2 separate regions of the Drosophila melanogaster genome follow, and region 1 is linked to region 2. Evidence: chromatin contacts called from public Hi-C data. All regions are on one chromosome and are shown on one strand. The core of a region is the stretch at or near the end of the contact, and the rest is flanking DNA. Distances in the headings are between cores, read along the strand shown.

Region 1 (3,213 bases), core at 630-3,129, 1.5 Mb after region 2:
TGAACACGTCGTTGTACACATCATATCGAATTCCCAGTGGCAGAGGCGAGGATCTTCCATGTCCTGGTAAATCGATGCAGAGCACTCCCACGTGACCGGGTAGCAGTGGAACCAGGCGATCGAAGGTGCCCAGGTTGTCCAGCCATCCGTGTAGTGCCAGGATGGGGCGTTCCGTTCGATTTCCATACCATCTTCCCGAAATGTAGCCCCAAGGAGCAGGAATTTTCAGTTCCTTGCACTGTAGGCATAATGAAATTTCTATGAAATTCTATACGGCATCTGTTCCTTACTTACTTCGGTAACTGGAAGTTGCTGCAACATGGTTTTTAGTTTATGCAGCAAACGGCGTTTCAAACGTCTTTTTGCTTTGACGATCAGTCAACGACTTCTTTAAATTTTTATGTTGCTGCTGCTTTTTGGCGCTAATGTTTACAATATCAGTAATCGAGATACGCTAAAAAAAGCTTCCCACATAAAAGCTTTTTTGATTACAAAACGCACAATATAATCTTAAAGCAGGGGAACCTAATTGTACTCTGCATCTTTCCTCAATTTCTAGTTTATTTTACTATTTCCAAATATGTGTTTCCTAAAACTTAAATAGCACATTAAAGTTTGCTGCTTCTTGGAGGTCTGTGATTTCGGATGAAGGGAACGATATAGCGGGCACACTCCTCGGCGGCATGCAGGTGGACATGATGCTTGCCGCCCTCCACTTCGTAGAACTCAAAGTTGGGATTATCATGTGACAGAATGGACATTGTTTCGTTGCATCGAGGTCCCACAAATGGTGAAAGGGATCCCTTAATTACCAGATAGGGTTTCTTCTCAATACGCCTCGCCATTTCAAGAGCAAGTCCGTTTTCAATGTCGAATATGTGATAGAACTTTACACGTCCATCTCTGGAGAAGAATACCTTTTCCGGGTACATGTTTGATTTGGCCACCTGGCGGTGGAGCATGTGATCGGCCAGGTGTTGCGGCACCGAGTTGTTGCTGTTCCTGGCGAGCGTCTCACGCAGCTTACTCAAGGTGAACGATGGCGGCTCATGTTCGGTGCCATCCGCCTGTCGCCTCTCCTCCAGCAAATAACCTTCTATGTCCTTGGTCAACTTGCTGGGATCCTCGATTCTCCGCGGCAGCAGTACATCCAATGATATAATCATATCGACTGTGCTTGGTGCCATGGCCGCGTACATGAAGCTCATCACACCTCCGAGGGAATGACCCATTAAGGAGACCTTGGACCAGCCGAACTCCTTCATCACCCTCGGTATGATGAACACATAGTCGTAGACGTTGTAGGGCACACCCGGCGGAAGCCTAGAAGATCTACCATGTCCGGGTAGGTCGATGCACAGCACGCCTATGTAGTCGGGAAGCAGGGGAATCAGCCGATCGAAGGTTCCCAGATTGTCCAGCCATCCGTGAATTGCCAAAATGGGTCTATCAGCTCGATTGCCATACCAACGGCCTGCTATGTGACCCCAAGGTGCTGGAATCATCACCTCTTCATACTGCAGGCGTTTCTAAATATATATAGAAGAAATCAATATTCAATTGAATATTCATTTTAACAGGATAAACTACATAAATTTATTGCAAAATTGATTTAAGTGCAAGAGTATGAAATATTCCACTGGCATAAGTACACACTTTTCTGCTTTTTGTTTTGATTACTTACATGCATTGCTTCCTTGTAGTTTGTTCCACCGAAAATGTAATTTTCTACTAAAATGCTTTTTTCATTCTTATTCAAACAACCGTTTCTGATCTTTGCCTTCAATGCAAAGTTCTGTTCCAGTTATTTTGACAGAGTATTATCTTTACTATCTTATATTCATATCACATCAACCGATGTGAATTACCAAAATTTGTAGCAACGACTTTCAACTGCGACGGCTTTTTAGCGACTAAATTGTTTTCGTGACAATGATCATCCCAGCAATATAAAATCTGTGAAATATATACCATAATGAGCAAAAATGAGACAGATGGTAGTGAAAAAATAAAACAGGAATTAACCCATTGTAAAAAAGGGCTACCAAACATTTTAAAAAGAATTTAAATATGTTTAAAAATATACTGTTGAATTAAATAAAAAAAATATAAACATAGCTACACTTATTGTTTTTTAAACATTTGTTGAACCTTATCTTACATAAATTGAACTTGTTATATTTTATGAAATTCCTCTTCGGCGTTCAGGTTTCGTGCTCAAATTCGCCCATAGGTATACGTGGGTTAAGGTCGAAGAGCGAAGTATATACATACTTCTGAGATTAGGGAACAACTTTGAGTGGTGTATGTAAACAAACACAATTCAACTGTGCTGTTATGTATTTGCATTTAGTTTTTTGAAATTCGGGCGATGATCCTCTTATCAGTTTCAAAATCACTACATTCTTCACCAAACCTCTTGTAGCATGACATTGCCCAGTTTGGACCACCTGATGGTCGGTCATCGACGTCCGGTCTCAATAAACTGCCGTGGGATTTTGGGAATGTGTCGATTACTACGTGACTCTCAGGTAGAATCGAGTTTTCCACTTGCCGTGTCCACATCGATGCACTCGGTTACGCCATGTTGGCCTGGAGTGGTCATGTGCCTGGTTGAAGTTCAGCTTTTTCCTCGGACTTTTTTTTTCTTAACACCAACGAGCACGTTTTTCCATTTTTCTGTAAGGGCTTTGGCGACATTTACCTGGAAAAATTCATTGGAGTGCAAAGTCTGAGATGCCTTCTTGTTTTTGTTTAAACTAATCCATGGGAGAGTAGTTCTTTGCTTTAATGCAGGACGATGTGCCTATTTCTGGTTATCCCACAACCAACTATATGTGGTACACAAAAGTAGTTATAGTTATCCTCTCCATTTCAGACGAACTTCAGGCTTCGTCCTGCCGGACTGTCACCCAAGTGTGATTCCCTTCCGCTGTCTTTCCCCTCGACTGGATGTGGTTTCTATGCAGCAATATCATCTGATTCCTGCACAAAGCACAAAATTTGCATTTGGCCGGACAATGCAAATTGTACCGAGCTTTCCCCGAAGTGAAAGTGCCATTTCACTGGCGAAATATGTGCGTGTACTGGCCTTGAATCTGAATCCATAATTTGCCTGTCAACGGCAGCAAAGCAATGTCGTTGTCGTCGTGGCCCAAAAATTGTGCGCACATAATTGAGTTCAAGCATTTGGAGGCCAATTATGATTTCCCA
Region 2 (3,187 bases), core at 213-2,712:
GTTGTTTTGGGCAGGTTCGGTGCACTTTTTGCCGGCTGACCGCGCTCACTCGAGTAGAAATTATGTGCAATTTGTCTAGCCAGGGGTCTGGTCTCTAGTCTCTAGACTCTAGACTCCACAACAGTCTGCAGTTCGATTCCGATTTCATTAGACTCCGCCGCCCCGTGTACGGTTGCACATAAAGGAAGTTCGCTGGTATAGTGCAAATTGATAGGGTTTTACTATTGTTTTTGGATTGAATTATTTATTTAAGTTCAAAATGCAATGGTTAACATAACCACCCCACTCTGTTACTTGATACAACTGCTGATATACATATGTATGTAAGAAGATTTATGATTCGATTCCTCTAGTTTCTCCAAGTGCATTGCTGCTTCTTAATGATCGGTGGGCAGTATGCGCATCACGTGCTTCCTATTAGATCGCGGGTATTATCATTAGGTTCGGTGTGGTGTGCTTCGGTTCGGTTCGGTTCCGTTCGGGCCGACTTTCGACCAGGCCAAAAGCAATTACACCGAAAGGGGGAATTCTTTTGCCATCGAATCGGATCGCATCTACCGTACGATCGCTGACCATGCAGCCGGCTGGAAATGGAAATGGGTATGCGAATGGGAAGGAAAACGGTAATGCCAGTGCCAGTACCAGTGCCTCTGCCAGTCCCTCCACGTCATAGGTGTGCTCCTCAAGTGGTGGTATATCGCGGCCCTGCTGATAAGTTGTATTAATTATTTTTATGGTCTTGACGTTGCTCCGTTGGTGTTGTAAATAGTACAAACAGTCGGTCGAAAGTCCAAGAAGCTTTCGATTGGGAAATCTTGCTTGGTTTTCCCTTTGTTTTTTTTTTTTTTTCAATTTTCTTTCAGCGGATAGAAGAGGAACAGAACTCAATTTCCGCCTGAGGCCGACTCTTTTCCACCCGGTAAGTGCCAGTGCCATGTGATTCAAACTTGAGTATTTTCGTACCCTTGGCGTATGTTTGTGGCTACAGGGCTATGGCATCACATGTCATTTATAGTTGGGCCTACCGTCGTTGGCCTGTTGATAAGCCGTAGATTGAGCGCGTGCTTTGTGACTGGGCTGCTTGGGTCTGGTTGCTCCGGGCCTTATTCCGCGTCTACCGAGGGGTCCACACAGGTGTGTGTACACTTTCGAAATTCCAGAAATTCTTGCGTCAAGTAGCCGCCCCGAAAACCTTATCACTCAGACGATCGTCCATCCACTGATTCCTGAGTTGCTCCACTGGAGGGCCGCGAAAGCGACGAAAGCTTGTCAATGGATGGCATTGATACGGGGACAGTTGGCTGGATTGATTGGTTTGATTGTGGGCCATCGTAAATACACCTGGCGCCCGGTGTATTTCAGGGAAATTGCTAATCAGAAAGGTGCACAGGCTTAACCGAATAGAATTTTATATTATTAGATTAAATCAAGTAAATTTAAAGATCTCTTCAAGAAGAAAATCCATTCGAGTTCCATTCCCATAAAGATCTATATCTAGATTTAGTTCTAAACAGAAATTACTTCTAGCTACTGAAAACCACGATCAATCGGGCCTAATTTATTTCCGTTTTCGTGATATTTTCGAGCCAGTTGGGGATTGTCCCATTTGGCATTTGATATGCATGCAGCCGACCGATACAACACTCCTCCGCTTTTGGATCCAGTAGATCCCCCCAGCGATCTGCGGCCATAAATAACCAGTAAAGCCTATGGAATTTCCTATAAATAAGTTCATGACGAATGTAACAAAAATTCCCCGAGCAACCTTAGCCCCGCGCCCTTCTTTACAAATGTGTGTGTGTGTTGTAAATGACCTCGTTCACATAAAGTTCAGAAATTCCATTTACAAACTTGTAATTGAAAAAATCCACACACACACGAGCGAGATTGTCTAGAGACAAAGTCAAACACGTTGGAATTTTTGTTTTTTACCGTTCAATGACGAATTTTACAGAGTGTGTGTGTGTGTGTGTGTGTGCGTTGTTTACGAAAAACAAAAAACAGAACGCCACCAGCTACAAACACACAAAGAAAAACAAAATAAAAAATAAAAAAAAACGAAAATTCCAAAAAGACACTTACGAAAGCCCCGCAACATTTTTTATTGTTCCGTAGATTACAACACATAGGAAAACGCGAGAAGAGCTGAAAAATTTTCGTTGTCGAGGAGGAGAGTGCGCTTCACACCGATATATCAGTATACTGATGTGACAAAATGCAAAAGTAGCACAGATACAAATGCAGATAGGGATACTCTTCTCGCAGTCTTCGAAAAAGAAGGCGTCTGGAAGGGGATCGACTGGAAGGGGCAGTGTCGGTTTGTTTGTGGAATGCCGTTTTGTAAGTTTCTTATGCATGCGACTTCAAACATAGTTCGGCATCGAAACTTTCTAGCACACCGACACACATACGAACGCGATCCAGCCGACACACACACACACACGCACGCAGCCACACACTTAAGCGACTTTCGAAAGGTACAACTTTTTACGAAGTCGCTGCCTCGGCCGCTGTGCAGCCGACGCCACTGCCGCTGCCGCTGTCGCTGCCTCTGTCGACTTCGAATTCCAACGCCAAGATGAAAGATCGGCGCAAAAGAAAAGAAATATTCATTCAGTAAAATTTCATAGCTGCAGCCGCATGGTTGTGCCGCTCTCGCCTGCTCTTGCTTTTCGCGCAACAAACCGAAACGAGAAACACATAAATATAAAAGTGTGAACATTGGCGTACATATAAAAACTTAAAACTTAACTTAACTTGAGCAACATGAAACAAATAAACACGGGAAAGCGGTTCCAGCGAAGAGGTTCCAAGGAGAGCAGACACAACCGCATTCCAGAAAGTTTAAATAACGCTGGAAGGAGGGGGAAAGTGGAAAACTAAACTCGAACTCGAACTCAGTGTGCCAGTGTATGTGTGTGGAATGCAGAAGAGGAAGAAGCAGCAGCAGCAGAATAAGCAGCGAATAGAAAATATGTCTTCAAACTGGTTTTTCGGTTTTTAGACTGTCGTCGTCGGCCAATCGGGTTCCATTGACATCCGAACGAAAAAAATAATGCCTAACCTTCGATGGGAACACTCGTAAGTCGGAATTCACACACAGCATGCACACACAACGCCGTTTATTGGCTGAAATTGGATGCTGTGTGTATGTGCGGTTATTTAGAAATTCAAATTGAAATTTTTC

The links. Hi-C and Micro-C count contacts between places; a contact is called where the count stands out from the background.
Region 1: a contact with region 2 is called in a Hi-C map of the Kc167 cell line, with 1.8 times the contacts expected there.

What each region holds. Positions count from the first base shown.
Region 1 is chr3L:2,172,453-2,175,665 of dm6, forward strand. It overlaps CG15820, which reads right to left and starts at 1,880. Exons shown (of 2, transcript NM_139439.2): 1 at 1,685-1,880; 2 at 543-1,529. The coding sequence starts at 1,690. The coding sequence ends at 609. It also overlaps the pseudogene CR15821.
Region 2 is chr3L:637,106-640,292 of dm6, forward strand. lncRNA:CR43423 (long non-coding RNA:CR43423) reads right to left here and starts at 1,463. Exons shown (of 2, transcript NR_048210.1): 1 at 1,026-1,463; 2 at 381-708. lncRNA:CR43334 (long non-coding RNA:CR43334) reads left to right here. Exons shown (of 1, transcript NR_048209.1): 1 at 1-3,187.